Regions from separate parts of the Ovis aries genome. Here region 2 is linked to region 1. A link is a contact called in public Hi-C data. All regions are on one chromosome and are shown on one strand. The core of a region is the stretch at or near the end of the contact, and the rest is flanking DNA. Distances in the headings are between cores, read along the strand shown. Region 1 has its middle 24 kb from the start of CAVIN4. Region 2 overlaps MSANTD3 (Myb/SANT DNA binding domain containing 3).

Region 1 (2,700 bases), core at 174-2,673:
TCAAAAGCATCGATTCTTCAGTGCTCAGCTTTATCATCCAGCTCTAACATCCATACCTGACTACTGGAAAAACTACAGCTTTGACTAGATGGATCTTTGTTTGCAAAGTGATGCCTCTGCTTTTTAATATGCATATATATACTTGACTTCCCTGGTGGCTCAGACGGTAAAGCGTCTGTCTACAATGCGGGAGACCTGGGTTCGATCCCTGGATCGGGAAGATCCCCTGGAGAAGGAAATGGCAATCTACTCTAGTACTATTTCCTGGAAAATCCCATGGACAGAGGAGCCTGGTAGGCTACAGTCCATGGGGTCGCAGAGTCGGACACGACTGAGCCACTTCACTTCATATACTTTAAAACTGTAAGTATTCTAAAGAAAAGCTAGAAGGACAGAATGCTATGAGAGCTTGACTTGCCCAGCCTGGGAGTGGGGTGAAGGCAGGGAAAACTTCTCTGAAGAAGTGTCATTTGAGCCAGAATCTGAAAGATGAATGGGCATTACCAGGCTTGTGCTTGGTTGTTGGTATGGGTAGGGTGGGAGAGAAGAGGACCAGTACGGAAACTGCCTATGCAAAGGTCCTGAGACAGGTGGAACAAGATGTTGGAGGACCTGAAGGAAGACCAGCGTATCTCGGCATGTCTAGAATTCAGAAACTGAGGGGGAAGAGCAGTAAAAGATGACCTGAAGTGGCAGGCAGGAGCCAGGTCCTACAAAGCCAAGTGGGCCTTTTTCCTTAAAAGTCATGAAAGCCACTGAACAATTATAATCTTTATGTAATATAAATGGTATACCTTACGCAGCATATTCAGCTATTCCAAATCAGTGCAGATAAAACGGATCATATAGATAAAGTAAGTTAAAACCTAAATTCTGCTAATCTTAAGTGCTGAGGGCAAAAAAGAAAAAGTTTGTTAACGCAGACACTATCATTACAATAGCCTACTTCTTTACCTCTAATGGCTGCTTGTGGTTCCTCTGAAAAATAACACCTAGCTGTTACTGACTGCTTACTTAATGTCAAGTGCTCAGCATAAATTACCTCACTTAATACAAAGTGGGACAGTTTAGAAAGTCAGATACAAAGAACACAGCACACCCAAGCTCTCACAGTCAGGATGTAAATGGCAGAGTAAACGGCAGAGCAGGACATGAAGCCAGATGTCCAATTACAAAGCTAAAGCTCTTGACTGCTGCACTAAACACCCCACTTAAGCTTTGGGAAATACCTAACTGCACCTGACTTTGAGTATTTTCCCCACTGCCCTAAACTTCCTCTCATCATGCCTGCTCATGAGCTCAGACCCCTTTTGTAAATCAGGGTTAACTTGACTCCAGGTCAGGTTTGGAACACACACACCCTTAGATACCACACAACAAACCACAGGCTACCTTTTGAGGGCCTCTCCTAGAACCAGAGCACTTTCTCCTAGTGATCCCACCCGATCCTCATTTATTCTCCCTTTACCAGCCCATGACTTTGCTGCCACATCTTCTGGCAGGTAAACCAACCAGTTTTAACAAATACTTGCTAGAGGAATGCAAGCTTACCAGAATATAAGCACGTGAAAAACGAAGCAAATCTATTACAATCTCCTCTAAAATTCTATGATTGTTTATCATCCTGTTTGTGATTTTTATGTTAAAGCTTGCCCTCTCTCTCTAATCAAAAGTGGTTATGTTCCAACTTGCAGGTTTATAAACACTTGAGAAAATATCCACTAGATGTCAGCCTTGAACTACAACAGGTTTCCTGGGATGCAGCCAAGGACTATTAAGGAGAGAGCATGGAACTGCAAGTGTTCCAAGAATGAGTTTCCTTTGCAGTCTGAACTAAGGAACTTTAGCTAGCTTTTTCTATGAACACAGTGGTTTTTCAATGAGTATAAACAGATCAATAAATTACATCATGTCACATGCTCAACAAGTTCTAACATGCGGCCCCTTGTTCAAAGTAAAAATCCAACTCCTTACCACAGCTATAAACACTCTTCCATCCTTACCCACTTTAGCCATAGTCCCCTGAACACACCTGAAACTCTTTTCCCAGATATTCTTGCATTAGACTCAGGACCCTGACTGTGGCCACCTTCTCAGAGAGGCCTTCCTGGCCACCCTTTGACCCAGCACCCACCTGGCACCACCCCACCCTCTTACCTTGACCAATTTTTTCCGTAACACTTTTTCCCTGCCTAACATGGAACAACAGACTGGTTCCAAATAGGATAAGGAGTACGTCAAGGCTGTATACTGTCACCCTGCTTATTTAACTTACATGCAGAGTACATCATGAAAAACGCTGGGCTGGAAGAAGCACAAGCTGGAATCAAGACTGCCAGGAGAAATATCAATAACCTCAGATATGCAGATGATACCACCCTTATGGCAGAAAGTGAAGAGGAACTAAAGAGCCTCTTGATGAAAGTGAAAGAGGAGAGTGAAAAAGTTGGCTTAAAGCTCAACATTCAGAAAACGAAGATCATGGCATCTGGTCCCATCACTTCATGGGAAATAGATGGGGAAACAATGGAAACAGTGGCAGACTTTATTTCGGGGGGCTCCAAAATCACTGCAGATGGTGACTGCAGCCATGAAACTAAAAGACGCTTACTCCTTGGAAGAAAAGTTATGACCAACCTAGACAGCATATTGAAAAGCAGAGACACTACTTTGCCAACAAGGGTCCATCTAGTCAAGGCT
Region 2 (2,700 bases), core at 36-2,535, 160 kb after region 1:
AGGAAATAATCAGCACAATTCCCAAAACAATAACACTGACTAAACCACCGGAAGACTGTAATAAGTACATTTAATATCCACCTTAAAAATCCATCTGTTAGGGGACTAAATGTTTGTATTCAACCCATCCCCCTAAAAAAACATATTTGTTGCAACCGTAACCCTCACAGTAACTGTATTTGGAGATAAGCTTTTAAGGAAGCAATTAAGATTGAATGAGAAAACAGGCCGAGAAGCAACAGTTAGCACTGAGCATGGAACAACAAATGGACTGGTTCAAAATTGAGAAAGGAGTGCATCGAGGCTGTATATTGTCACCTTGTTTATTTAACTTATATGCAGAGTACATCATGAGAAATGCTGGGCTGGATGAAGAACCACAAGCTGGAATCAACATTGCCAGGAGAAATATCAATAACCTCAGATACGCAGATGGTTCCACCTTTATGGCAGAAATGAAAGAGGAACTAAAGAGCCTCTTATGAAGGTGAAGGAGGAAAGTGAAAAAGCTGACTTAAAACTCAACATTCAAAAAATGAAGATCATGGCATCCAGTCCATCACTTCATGGCATACAGATGGAGAAACAATGGAAACAGTGGCAGACTTTATTTTGGGGGGCCCCCAAATCACTGCAGATGGTGACTGCAGCCATGAAATTAAAAGATGCTTGCTCCTTGAAAGAAATCTATGATAAACCTAAACAGTGTATTAAAAAGCAGAGACACTACTTTGCCAACAAAGGTCCATCTACTCAAAGCTATGGTTTTTCCAGTACTCATGTATGCATGTGAGAGCTAGACCATAAAGAAGGCTGAGCGCTGAAGAATTGATGTTTTTGAACTGTGGTGTTGGGGAAGACTCTTGAGAGTCCCTGACTGCAAGGAGATCAAGCCACTCAATCCTAAAGAAAAAAGTCCTGAATATTCATTGGAAGGACTGATGCTGAAGCTGAAGCTCCAATGTTTTGGCCACCTGATGGAAGAATAGACTCATTAGAAAAGACCTTGATGGTGGGAAAGATAAAAGGCAGGAGGAAAAGGGGAAGACAGAGGATGAGATGACTGGATGGCATCACTGACTCAATAGACATGAGTTTTAGCAAGCTCCAGGAGATGGTAAAGGACAGGGAAGCCTGGCATGCTGTAGTCCATGGGGTCGCAAAGAGTTGGACTGCATGACTGAATAACAACAACAAGATGGAATGAGGTCATAAGGGTGGAGTCCTGGCTCAAGAAGATTAGTGACCTAATAAGAAAAGACAAGAGAGCTCTTGTTCCCTGCCTCCCCAACCACCACCAACCGCTGGTTACAAAGAGGTCGCGTGAGCACACAGAGATGGCAGCCACCTACAAGCCAAGAGAAGAGGCCTCAGAATGAAACCTACTTTACTGGCACCTTGATCTTGGACTTCCTAAGCTTCCAGAACTGAAAGAAATAAACTTCTGTTGTTTAAGCCTCCCCCCCGCCCGCAACCAGTCTGTGGTATTTTATTATGGCAGGCCAAGGTGACTAATACACCGTGCGATAATATTCTAAGTCCACTAAGGATGAAACGAAGTCCTAAAATTTGGGCAAAGACTAGAGAAAGTTGGCCAAATTTGATCTCTACTGCCCTTTGTAGGAACCATGACCAAAAATCATGACACTGGGACTTCAGACAGCTGTTAGGATATGAACTACTGCTCTTAAAGTGGAGACACTGGATGCAGAAAACCTGGGCTCAAATCTTAACTTTAGCACTCACTTAGCAGTGTGACTCTGGGCACGTCAATGAACCTCATGCTTCATCTGTAGTAAGATGAAGTCATACCCCCTACTCTGCCTTAGTCCCTCTATATGACTGTCCTGCAATAGGAGTCAAGAAGCACAGACTAGATCTTCAATAAATTTTAGTTATTTCCACCCCTATCACCCATACTGAACTGCTTCCAAAAGTCAAACAGTGGTCTAAATACCACATACACTCAAATACTTATTGGTTCTTCTATTAACTGGAAAAAAAAAAAAAAAAAAAAACCCCGTCAACAGATATGTAATGAATTCCTGCCAAAGGCTCAGTACTGTCCTAGAATATGTGGCAGATACAAAGACAGTCTGAACCACAGAGCCTGGAAAGAGCACTGGCATGCAGAAACTGACAACCGGAAGGACAGGCACACTGAGACCATCACACAGGACAAAGCACCCTGCTCATTCAGAAGGGGGAGGAGGTTAATTTGCACTCTTCATGAACAAGAGAGGACATCTGAGCTAGATCTTTTAAGAATGTATAGGATATGAACAGAGACCGCTGAAGGAGATCATGCAGATAAATAATTGATAAGGAAGGGCCTGGATTTTGAGTGGCGGCGAGTTAATGGAGAGGAGGCAGTGCGTGCCAGGGGCTGTTTCAAAGGGAGAAATGGCCAGGATGCGTGTGTGTGTACACTATGGTGGGGGATCAAGAGAAAGCAGAGGCAAAGAGAATGCACGAGGATTAAAGAAGGCACTGGACGGGGGAGCGGTATGTCTTAAGATTCAGCAGAAAACAAAACAAAACAAATTCAGGAGACCACGGTCCAGTGAAGACACAGTGCAGCACAGCCTACTGTGGATGGACCGGTGACAAGACAGTGTGATGCGCACAGAGAAAGAAATGTGCCCGGGGTGTGAGTCCAAGGTTGGGGAGGACCTAGAATAAGGACCTTAACTCCCATCA

What was found. Hi-C and Micro-C count contacts between places; a contact is called where the count stands out from the background.
Region 2: a contact with region 1 is called in a Hi-C map of hypothalamus, with 5 times the contacts expected there. The contact joins two enhancer-like sites. A contact is called at or near these places in 4 of 16 Hi-C or Micro-C datasets (hypothalamus, muscle, skin fibroblasts and 1 more).

Annotation. Positions count from the first base shown.
Region 1 is chr2:22,544,663-22,547,362 of ARS-UI_Ramb_v3.0, forward strand. No RefSeq gene overlaps it. Among named protein-coding and RNA genes, the nearest start is that of CAVIN4, 24 kb to the right of the region's middle. Within about 2 kb of position 1,424, at least 2 of the 54 cell types and tissues checked have an H3K27ac peak or open chromatin away from gene starts, as enhancers often do. A contact at or near this core is called in hypothalamus, where this site is marked.
Region 2 is chr2:22,707,971-22,710,670 of ARS-UI_Ramb_v3.0, forward strand. The region is part of intron 1 of MSANTD3 (Myb/SANT DNA binding domain containing 3); the gene reads right to left. Among named protein-coding and RNA genes, the nearest start is that of MSANTD3, 14 kb to the right of the region's middle. Within about 2 kb of position 1,286, at least 8 of the 54 cell types and tissues checked have an H3K27ac peak or open chromatin away from gene starts, as enhancers often do. A contact at or near this core is called in hypothalamus, where this site is marked.